2 separate regions of the Gossypium hirsutum genome follow, and region 2 is linked to region 1. The links are chromatin contacts, called in public Hi-C maps. All regions are on one chromosome and are shown on one strand. Each heading gives the region's core, a stretch centred on a gene start, on an enhancer-like site or on the middle of the called end of the contact. The rest is flanking DNA. Distances are from core to core; before and after follow the strand shown. Region 1 holds the start of LOC107928688 (sulfiredoxin, chloroplastic/mitochondrial). Region 2 has its middle 14 kb from the start of LOC107928695.

The links. A called contact is a pair of places that touch in the nucleus more often than the background predicts.
Region 2: a contact with region 1 is called in a Hi-C map of leaf, with 1.9 times the contacts expected there. The contact joins the enhancer-like site here to the promoter of LOC107928688 in region 1. A contact is called at or near these places in 5 of 34 Hi-C or Micro-C datasets (callus, fibers, hypocotyl and 2 more).

Annotation. Positions count from the first base shown.
Region 1 is chrA12:9,001,606-9,007,562 of Gossypium_hirsutum_v2.1, reverse strand. It overlaps LOC107928688 (sulfiredoxin, chloroplastic/mitochondrial), which reads left to right and starts at 2,482. Exons shown (of 5, transcript XM_016859942.2): 1 at 2,482-2,621; 2 at 2,782-2,939; 3 at 3,325-3,358; 4 at 3,577-3,670; 5 at 3,762-3,988. The coding sequence starts at 2,552. The coding sequence ends at 3,777. LOC107928675 (14 kDa zinc-binding protein) reads right to left here and starts at 2,519. Exons shown (of 6, transcript XM_016859932.2): 1 at 2,208-2,519; 2 at 2,022-2,126; 3 at 1,754-1,840; 4 at 1,291-1,438; 5 at 883-1,000; 6 at 533-798. The coding sequence starts at 2,260. The coding sequence ends at 731. LOC107928659 (chaperonin 60 subunit alpha 2, chloroplastic) reads right to left here. Exons shown (of 9, transcript XM_016859919.2): 6 at 5,935-5,957; 7 at 5,288-5,538; 8 at 4,974-5,174; 9 at 4,223-4,824. The coding sequence ends at 4,537.
Region 2 is chrA12:9,039,920-9,045,876 of Gossypium_hirsutum_v2.1, reverse strand. No RefSeq gene overlaps it. Among protein-coding and RNA genes, the nearest start is that of LOC107928695, 14 kb to the right of the region's middle. Within about 2 kb of position 2,631, at least 2 of the 9 cell types and tissues checked have an H3K27ac peak or open chromatin away from gene starts, as enhancers often do. A contact at or near this core is called in leaf, where this site is marked.

The DNA of each region.
Region 1 (5,957 bases), core at 1,233-3,732:
TTACCCCGTGTCTAGTTCAGAGTCTGTTCTACTGTGCACCAGTCATATCGGAATATAATCAGCAATGCGATGCAACATAGAATCTTCATTTGAAAAACTCTCACTCGTCAAGCAAATGCTTATCGTTAAAGAATATGTTAGATCCAAATCTGGAGGTTGGCTTTTAAACCCAAATTTTACTTCTTTTTTTCCCCTTTCATGATTTTTTTGTCTAATCTCATTGCATTCTTTTGATTTTTGATTTAGACATCAAAAAAGATGTACAAGGAGACTGCTAAATTTGAAATTTTGAAGCCAATGCTATATGATAACCCTCTACCCTAAATTGTTATCAATCACAGATTGAAGTTGGTTTGCTTAAAGGGGTTTTCAAACTTGTATTCTCACCCTTAACATGATACCATCCTCTTCTACCTTTCTAGCTTTTTATTCAGGCCCTAGTCTAACCCTGTCACAAGTTTCCAACCATAGGAGCCGGCCAATGCCAAGTGCTCCATACCTGATCCGATTTTTTAGAAATGGAAGAATTAACTTCACCACCAAACCGAATCTTCTCATCATCTCTCCAAGGTTTTAGGTTCAAAGTACATTAGGCCATTTCAAACTCTAGAAATGAGAATATAAGAGGGTAGAGATAGAACAAATGAAATGTAAGGCATAAAGTTCCAAGCATAGGTTAAGTAATTCTCTTTTTTTTTTGATAAAAGCATACGTTAAGTAATTCAACTCTTTAACCAGGTGGCCATTTCATCTGTCTCCCACCTAGGACATGCAAGTGAAGATGATAAACCGATTGACCTGAGAGAGAATGAGGTATAAACACAAGTGAGAAGCTTGATCTACAAAACAAGTCAAAACTATGGATTTAAGATAATAACTCACAGGCACTAGGACCATTATTGATAACAACCCGAAACCCATCAAGAATGCCTTCCTTTTCAGCAACAATTCTAGCAGCATAAAGAAGTTGACCCAGTATCTCTCCATGCCTTTGTTCAGCCTGACAAATTGTAACCAGAAATTTAAACCAGGTCAGTATTCCATCTAGGGAAACTGCTTCAAGAAAAACCGAAGCAAGGTTTATGGATCAGGTACGCAGATAGTTCTTCTCTAAGTTCATCCGAATCATTTACACGTGGTTAAAATGCAGAAAACGGTGAACTTTTTTTTTTGTATATATGATTGCGAAGGTAAACTTAATCAATTAAAACAGCAAAATTCACATTCAGTCCAGCCAAGTTATACAACAGAAATAAAACAAATTAGATAGATAACAGGCCTAGAACACACCTTTCCAAGCTGTGTCAACCCATCCCTAAACTTTGGAATCACCAAAACATGAACAGGAGCCTGCGGACTGATGTCTTTGAATGCTAAGACTTTATCATCTTCATACACGATGGTTGAAGGAATTTCCTTAGCTATGATCTTGTCAAATCTGAATGAGAAGGGAAAAAAGAATCAACAACCAGTATAATTATAAACAGCAGAATCAATGTGACCCGGTTCTTCAATATTTCATAGAGAAGTTATCAGCAGAACCAATTCTGTCTAAATTTTAGCAATTCAAAATTACAAATGGCTTGCTTAAAACTCAAGTTATTCCCAAAGTTATGATTTTTTTTTCCTGAAACTCTTATTAAGAGGGAGATGAAATTCCAAACGGATATAGGTCCAACGACATAATACATAACAAATTCCGGGCTAGAACTGGAATGTGAATTCAAAGCAGGGTGTTAAGGATGATACATACATGGTTGGAGCTCCATTATCAGCATTGATTGCAGCTGCCTTTGCCGCAGCCTCTTCATCATGTGTAGCACTAGCACGACATAGATATCTACAAAGAGTGATTCGAAGGTATCAAGAAAGGCCAATAAAAATTCAACATATAATCTGTACAGCTTTTCTTCACTTCTCTGGCTGGCTGGACTACCAAAAAAACTACAATTAGAACCTAATTAAACCTTCTCTTTACCCCCATTTCATTGATCAGCCAACTAAAAAGAAAAGAAAAATACCTGCGTGAGTGATTTGGTGTTAGAAAATTGATGGAGGTGGGAGAAGAAGAGAGTCGTGGTGAGGCTCTCACAATTGCAACAATCCTTCCAGTCGCTGCATAATTACTGTCCAAATCAAATACCCAGAATCAATACTTTATCAATCTGTCCTTAACATTAACAAAATATAAACAGATAAAAGAGTACCGAAGAAAAGAGAAAGAGGTGAAAGCAGCCATAGATTTTTGGGCTAATATCATTTTCTGCTTCTCCCAGGTGTTTTTTACTAAAAAGGGAAAACTGTGAAAGTGAACTAAAAAAAGTAATCGCTAACTGGGGTTGGTTCTGATGATAGGCCTGATCTGGGCTATTCAATGTTTTTGGGCCACTCCAATAATGGAAGCTTAACAAGTTGGTGTGGTTCTGATTTTTTTTTGGACATTTTTGTGTGGCTCTGATTAAATTCTAGGTCTCTTGCTGGGATGGGTAAAAGACTAAAAGGCATTTCAACAAGGCAACACCTACAACTGAGACTGAGAGGCTAAAAAACAATGGCCAGCTTTGTTCTGCGACTGCCCACCGGCAACTTGAGAAGCTTCTCCGTTCATGCTTCGTCAAACGGTACTCAACTTTTCTCTGTTTTCCAACATTTTTAATGAGATCATATCTTTTCGAAAGGAATAGCCTTGGGATTACTGATGTTGGCATAATAGTATTGAGCATTTCACAATTGCACAAGTATTTGATTTGGTTCTTGTTTGTTGGAATTGAATGAAAAAAGGGGCTCCTCCGGGTAGTGGCTCACAAAATGGGGGGCCAATGATCTTGGAGCTTCCACTTGATAAGATTAGGAGACCCCTAATGCGCACCAGATCAAATGATCCTAACAAAGTCCAGGAACTCATGGACAGCATTCGACAAATTGGACTTCAAGTGCCTGTAACCCTTTCTCTTTTTGGTTTCTTGTTTGCTTTCAGTACGTAAATGCAATGGGTTAGAATGCTTTAAAGAACAATTCTAGGACATATACTTCCCTGATCACGAATAATCACCTTGATTCTATTTTCCAAGTATCCTTTTACACGCACCTCAGTCTGAATCCCAGTATATAAGAGTCAAAGGTCCAGGATACTTTGACCTGGACAAAGTATAAGATACTGGATCTGGTTTACATCAATGGTACGTAGATGTATAATAGGATTTTCCTTATGAATTTAATTCCTTATTTTCTAATTACTTGTGTGCTGTTATCATGTAAATACTAAACTACTATTTGGTGAAATCCAAGTCTTTTTTGTTTTTTGCTGATTATATGCAATTGCAGATCGATGTGCTTGAAGTTGATGGAGTTTACTATGGTATGTGCTCCAATGCTCATGTACTTAATTTCTTAAATTTTAAACCACTCGATTGTTGGCTGCTTTTGGAAGTAATCATCAAAAGAAAACGAAGACCATAGAAGAAGACTGAGATAAAAGGGAACATATCCCATGGATACTACTTTATATATCAAATATTTCATATGTTTCAAAGTTCTACACGGAGAGTAGAACTTACATGTATTATAATTGTACAGGTTTCTCTGGTTGTCATCGGTATGAAGCTCACCAGCGCCTTGGGCTCCCAACAATCCGTTGCAAAGTTCGACGAGGAACCAAAGAAACTCTCAGGTTCTACTTTGCTCAGTTCTTTTTTGTTTAAAATCAAATCTGTTTTTACTTGCAATCTCTACCTAAAAAACCATGATCTTTCATTCTGCAGGCATCATCTTCGTTGAATGGAAGTATATGCTCTTAAAGTGCATTTCACAACTTTCATTATGCACTTCTTAGCTGGTTGGAAGTTGTTTATTCTCAACCTATAATCAAGTTTGTATGTTAAATGTTTCAAACAACTTCACAGCAAGCGATAAACGATAGTCATATACAGTGTGTGTATACACAAATATTGCCTTTCAGTGGAAAGAAGTAAAGAGAACATTCCTGCAATGTGTCAAACGATCATATTAAATCTATTGTCCATAGGCCTATACTATTAAAAGAACTGAATTTACCCTTTGAATACCAGGAAATGGTTTTTAACACTAAGACAATGAAACGTAGCTCTGTAAAACCAAAAAACATTACAACGAAAAATGGCATGAGAGAGGCGACCAAGGAAACCACATGCTTTTCATGTTCCATGCAATGCATTTAATAACAACAATGCCAATGGAATGAACATTCACAATCATCTCGTTTCAGGACGTTTCTTTTACATTACTTTATGATAAAATTTACAAACAGCTAAATAAATTGAGCTGCTGGCTGCTGGGGATGCAGGAAAAATACAATGTACAGCAGCTACAAGGAAGCAATTCAGTAGGCACCCATATACCGTGGTATTTGAGGCTCACATGATAAAATCCATTTTGGTTCTCGAGAACCAAGCCAACCAGTTTACAGCTTGGTTTCAACCATTGCAAATACAGATTTTAGCTTCTTCTTCAGCTTTAACCTACCACTATCTTCTTTTACTCCCTTTTATTCCCTTTTATTCAAGGACTAATTCCTGGGACAAGAGGGACAACTGGCTTGGGTGTCTTTATTTTGTCTACCATTATAGCTTGAGTGGTTAGAACTACCCCAGCAACAGAGACAGCACTTTGTAAGGCACACCTTGAAACTCGACAAGGATCTATAACTCCCGCGTTGATTAGATCTTCATATCTTCCTGACATTGCATTGTAGCCAATTTTCCAATCGAGCTTTCTAGTCTTCTCCACTACAACTTCTCCGTCAACACCTGCATTAGTTGCAATTACTTTTGAAGGTGCAAGGAGTGCCTGCAGTCCAGACAAAAATTTCAAAATTTAATCCAGTAATCAATCTAATAACACCAAAAATATAATGAAAAAGCAATAGACAATAACTTCTCAATACATACAAATAGACGGTAGACTCCAAAATAAAGTTATCTCAAGGAGTCACATACTTTTGCTACAATATCAGCACCAATCTGTTCATCTGAGTCTTCCATTAAATTCTTTATTGTGTGAATGTGCTCTGACAAGTGTATATAAGTTGCACCACCACCAGGTACTATCCCTTCATCCATGGCAGCAAATGCAGCATTCTTTGCATCTTCAATTCTTAGTTTACGGTCTTCAAGTTCCATCTCAGTATGCGCTCCTACCTACAGTTGTGATGCAAAGTATTTAACAATTTGAAGCAGAAAAAGATGTGGGTATGGTAAAACATTGAGTTATGCATTTCAATTTCAGTATACACTGTGTCATGATTGCAAACCTTAATGACTGCCACACCACCAGAGAGTTTAGCAATTCTTTCTGAGAGCCTTCTTGACAAGTATGCACTATCAGTTTCTGCTACATCCTTTTTTATCTGCATAATCCTTGCCTGGATTTCAGCTTTAGTAGAAGGATCAGCAACTATGGTTGTTGAATTGCTTGTTATAGTCACTTTCCGTGCAACACCAAGCTGATCAGAAGTTGCAGCAGCAAGCATCATACCGAAATCACCAGAAAGAAAATCAGCTCCTAATGACACAGAAATTATATCAGTTTGCCAGCACATAAAACTAATTGCAGCAATGAAGAAACACTTGTCATATTGCAATGTATATAAAACAATCGTCACAAGCATATGAAACGAAACATTCATAATTTCAGATGATAAAATGAGGCACCAGGGAGATTTAGGGGAATTCAACATATAAATTAGACATTATAATGATGAAAAGAAAAAGGTAGCATGCAAAACACATCATTGCGCCCAGATGAGTTGAAACAGCCCTTTTACACAAAAGACTTTCTTGGATTAAAATTTTAACTGAAGTGGAATTATATAAAGCAGACATGCAAAACATTTTGATTTTAGAAGCCATCACTGATCATCAGTTAATTTGTATGAAGACAATATGAAAGCAATTTAACCTGTCATAAGGGCAATGTCCTGC
Region 2 (5,957 bases), core at 1,382-3,881, 38 kb before region 1:
TATCTAAAAATATCAAATTTAATTATTTATATCTTATGGTATTATTTTAAATTTTTTTTACAACTGAGTATATATAAACTATATATTAAACTTTTAATTAAATAGATGTGATGAATATATCAACTTAATTTAAAAATGAGTTTAATAAAATTTAATATGAGTATATTCATATTTTTAATAAAATAATACTATAATAGAATTTGAATTTGTAACACATCACCATATAAAAGTTTTATAAATATATTTTTATATTGCTTGTGACATATGTAGGGAAGCAAAGAAAAGGGGTAAATGATAGTGCTTGGGAAGATGATAAACTATAATCAAACATGGTGAGTTAGTAACATATATACAATGGATATGGATACCCAGGTGGGTAGCAGTAGGCTGAAGTACATTCAATTGGTGTATCTTTGTTGTCTTTTTCTTTTATTGCCTCCAAACTCTGTATATTGGCCTCACCAATCTTTCTCAAACACTGGATCAGCTTAGCTGAATCAATTCCATCTCCAGTCACCACTAATTTATCTTTGTCATCTCCTTCTATACCCACTGATATCACACCTATTTATACACACATACATGCACATTAACATCAACAAACGAACATGCATAGTTTAAAAATAGTAGATAGTTTAATATCAGAAAAAGAACCATGTGTTTCAGCTACTTTCTTCATTACTTTGGTCTGAAACCCCTCTCCCTCATCACCAAGCTTCCTCCAAATGCACCCCAAAAGACACGCTTTGGGTCCTCCCCTCGTTTGTATCTTAATAACTATCTTTTGCTGCACAACAAATTAACCATTAAATCAACTTTATTACAAATATCATGATTGCCCCTGCATGCTGCACGTTTTGCGACTTACCTTCATGTTTCCAAACGGTACGTACCGTACATTAACCTTTCAAGGGGCTGATAATTCGATAATGAGGAAGTAGCCGCAATTAGATCGGTTTTTATAGCAGTCTCAGCATACCTAACAAGCCACTCAAAAAACGACATTAATAATTGTTTACCAAATGGTATATCAAACTTTGAATCAGTAAACAGTTAGTTGAAATAAAAGATCAATTTCCTTGCATCTTACTTCCCCCAAACTTTGCCTTGTTTTCCTTTTATTTTATAATTTTTGTTAGTTACTTAAAACCAACTTTGCTTTATATTAATTTTCCTATCACTATAAATTATAATATTATATCATATAAGTTCCTGTCCTTAGTACTTTGTATAGAATATATCAAATGTTTGGTCTTCCTATTCAATCTTCCACACGCGCTATTTACTTTTTAAATATGTGTACATATATAAGTCAAAACCCAACCACCGCCTGCAGATGAGAGAAAGGCCACTCAAGTCCCTAATTTGACATATTTCATTCCTTAAAATATGATATTACTCCTTGTACTTTTATAAAATTTGAGTAAAAAAATCTAATCTTTTTATTTTTCAATTTAAAAAATCTTAATCTAATCATTGATGACTTTTGTTAGATTTTGTTGACTTAACATATTTATTTGTCATCAATCATATGACACGTCACATGAAGACAACTTAATTAACATGTTAAATTAAAAATTTTTGATTGAAAATACTTGTGATTTTAATGATTGAACTGAAAATTTTAAGTCAAAATAATTGAAGAACTTAATTTCTAGCTTTTTAGGTAGAAGGCCGAAATCTTAAAATTTATCAAAATACTTAAAATTTAACCTATTTAGTTTTGACTTTGATGATGATATTTTAAATAATAACATATTATTATTTATGCCATCCTATTGATGCTTAATAGATTCTGGAACATTTTTTGGCAATTCTAAATTCGTCAAGTTGTATAGAAATCTACGGCCAGATTCACCATTGATACCTTGTTTTAGCAACTAGTTCAAAACACATGACTTGCACGTGAAGATAAAACATATAATAAATACTATATCTTTTGCGTGTGATGATTTTTATGAGCAGATAAAAGAAAGTTGTAGTGTTTTTAATATAATTAAATAACATAAATTGTATTGGCTTAAAGTGTAAATTTGTCTAGTGTTTATGATGTTCTTCCTTTATGGAATAGTTGTTTTTCCTTTGTTTTATGGGATAGTTGTTTTAAATAAGTTCCACTCTTCCAATTATTTTAAATTGGAATTTGTTGATAGTGATGAGATTAGAAGCGGTTCATCCAATAGATCGAGAACCATAAGTGATTAAATTGATGGACGAAATATTCTATGGAACTCAAGTGAGACACAAAGATAAGAGAAAGAGTTTTTCAATATGAAAAACTATCACTATCTTGTTTTCTATGTGAGAAGTTGGGGCATGGTGAAGGTTTTTGCTTGGTTAGATTAACATTAAAATCACAAGAGGTGGATCTCAGTTGGGATATTTCATTAAGGGCAATGCCTAGGAGGGCCTCGTCAAAGGTCAGTAAGTGGTTGAGGGGCAATAGCCATGGAAATGTTCCGACAGGAGTAGAAGTGAATGTTGATAAAGAAGGGAAGAAATTTGGAGATATCCAAACACATTGGTCTTATCAGATAAGGGGCGAGAAAAGTGGACTTTATCCGAATACAAAAGTTGGGGAATAGCTGCAATTTGATAATGAGTGTTTTAGATATGCTAAAAAGTCTGGGTCAACATCTAGGTTAGATAGAGATGGGCAGATGGACTTGGGCTCGGATATGGAGGATAGTCCAATTGAAGTAGTTGACAGCAAGAAAAGGCAAAAAAAAAAATAAGTAAATCTTGTTGTTTCTAGTAATATTGAATCAACGAATTTGGGAATTCCTTCTGAGATATCGACGATCGTTGTTAAGCAAATTGGTCGAGTACAATAAAGACCATCAATTAGAATGTTCGTGGGTTACGACAGCCATGGGCAGTTAATCATCTAAAAATCAAGCTGAGACATATCAAGCCCCATCTCTTGTTTCTTATAGAGACAAAGTTAAGTGCAAAGAGAATGGAAAGGTTTAGAAAGAAATGTAGGTTTATGAATGGGATTAAGGTTGAAGCCATCAGATCATGAGGAGGTTTGTCATTAGGTTGGACAAAGGACTATAGTGTTCAACTAATGAGCTACTCGAAGTCACACATTGATGTAGAAACATGTGAGGGTGAGGGGATGATTCTGAGGAGACTGAATGGTTTTTATGGTGCATACGATGAAAGGTGTCGAAAGGAGTCGTAGAATTTGATTCGTCTGTTAAATGGTAATAACTCATTGTCGTGGTTAGTTATAGGGGATTTTAGTGAGATAATATTCTCTTTTGAGAATAGATGGTGACATGTTTGAAATGAGAATAATATGTTGGCTTTTCGGATGGTATTAAAGGATTGTTAGCTTGTTGATTTAGGTCTTTCTGGTCAGTGGTTTAAATGGGAGAGAGGTCGTCTTATAAAGAATAATATAGGGAAACGTTGGATTAGGGAGTGACTAATCCAAAATGGTAGCGTATCTCTCCTAGTTATTACGTTAAACATCTTACTCACTCCATATTGGATCATTACCAGATAGTGGTAGATACCGATGACATGAGAAAAAATAGGTAGGTGACAAAGCAACCTCAATTTTGGTTTAACGCAAATTGGGTTTTGAAGGAAGATTTTTAGGAGGAAGTAAAGAGGGTGTAGGAGACAAGTAGTGTGGAGGTTCCGTTGAAGTTGGACAACCTTGGGTCCGCAATTGGTGGGTGAGCGAAAATGAATAAAATGAACAAGAAATGTTCGACGTCCATGTTGAATGATCGGTTAATTGAACTTAATAATGAAAATTTGATGAAGAAGCGCTGGGAAAGTTGACTAAGATCAAGCTAGCACTAAATATGGAAGCTGATAAGGAGGAGGCTTTTTGGGAACAATGAGCTAGAGTGAATTGGCTTCGGTTTGGGGATCAAAATACCTCTTATTTTTATAGCTTTTCTTCTTATAAAAAAAAAGAGGAATACTATCAAAGGTTTGTACAATAGGAATGGAGAATGGGTTAAAGATGAAAAGAGGGTGATGGGAGTGGCAACCTCTTACTTTAAGAATTTGTTTACGGCTAGTGAGGTATAGGACTGTGATCACATTTTAACGAGGGTCCGACAATGTGTTATGGAAAGCATGAATAAATATCTAATAGTAGAGTTCAAGGCTAAGGAAGTCTTGAATGCAATTAAGTGTATGGCTCCATTGAAAGCTTCAGGTGAGAATGTTTTTTTGGTTCTTTTTTATCAAAAGTATTAGCGTATCATTGAAAGGGATATTTCAAAATTTTGCATTGATGTTTTGAATAATAGAGAAGATTTGGGTAAGATTAATCATACGAATATTCTTCTTATACCAAAGGTAATATGCCATCTAATATGACTTAATTTCGCCCAATTAGTCTTTATAACATTCTATATAAGTTAATCTCTAAAATGGTGGTCAATAGATTTTGACGTGTGTTAGACGTTTGTATTGGTGAAGTCTAATGTGCTTTTGTGTCGAGAAGAAAAAATAAAAATAATATTTTGATTGCATATGGAATCTAAAGGGTCTTTTGCTCTAAAGTCAGACATGATTAAGGCTTATGATCGAGTGAAATGAGTTTTTCTAGAGAGAATGATGACACAGATGGGATTTTGTATGGAGCGAATTAATTTGGTAATGAGGTGTGTTACATTGGTTTCTTATTTTGTGGTGCCCAATAGGGTTCAAGAAGAGGTGTTTCAGCCTTCTAAGAGGTTGAGATAAAGAGATTCGTTAAGCCCATACCTATTCTTAATTTAGCAAAGAATGATGGTTTGTTTAGGAGGCAAAGGTGGGATGAAGCAAATTGGAGGTAACACACTTATTTTTTGTAGATGAACATATAATGTTTGCCAACGCAAATGAAGAAGAGGTAAATGCAATTAAGAGGATTGTGAAAGAGTATGAAATGGTGCTAGTCTAACTTGTTAATTTTGATAAGTCCCCTATTTATTTTAATGGAAATGTGTTGGTTGAGATGCGAGATCAAATTGGTAGGCTACTTGGAGTAAGGATTTCTAACAACCTTGCAAAATATCTTAGGTTGCCAACTATGGTGGGATGTCGGAAGAGAAATGCTTTTGTAGGGCTTAAAGAGAAATTGTTTAGGAGAATGGAGGCTTGGAGTACAAGACAACTCTCGACTGAAGGAAAGAAGTGTTTATTAAGTCCATTTTGCAGGCAATACCGATCTATGCAATGCATTGGTTTTTTATTACCAAGTTATATATATCGTGAGTTTGAGAACTTAATTTGCAAATTTTGGTGGTGTAATGTTAATACCAATAAAGGGATTCATTAGTGTCAATCAAAACTAGTATGTAGGCCAAAGATACACGGTGGATTGGGATTTAGGGATTTAGCCAAATTTATTATGGCTTTATTAGCAAAACAGGGTTGGAGGTTAATCACGAATCCAAACAGTTTGTTAGCAAGAGTGATGAAAGAAAAGCATTATCCAAATGGGGACTTCATGACGGCTAATTTGGGTTTTTACCCTTCTTTTACCTAGAGGAGTACTTAAAGCTCACGGATGTTGCTGGAGTAGGGATTGAACTGAAATTAACATCCGGAATGATGTTTGGTTTCCAATACTTGGCCAAGGGAGGGTACAAGTGAAAATAATTAATACTGGTTATACAAAATATCATATCTAATCAATGCAAGTGAGAGTATCTGGAAAGTAGACATAGTTCGTAGTCAGTTTGAAAAAGATGATGTGCAGACGATCTTGCTAATTTCGTTATCCAATAGTGTACAAGTATATGAACAGGTATGGCAAGGTGACAATAGTGGGGTATATACAGTGAAAAGTGGGTATAAGTGGATTATGGCTGAGGATACAGACATTCTAAATTATGATAGAGCATTACAAAATACACTTCCCAAATCTTTCTACACTAAGCTTTGGAATTTATATGTTACCAAAATAAAAATTACATTGTGGAGAATAGCAAATAGTTACA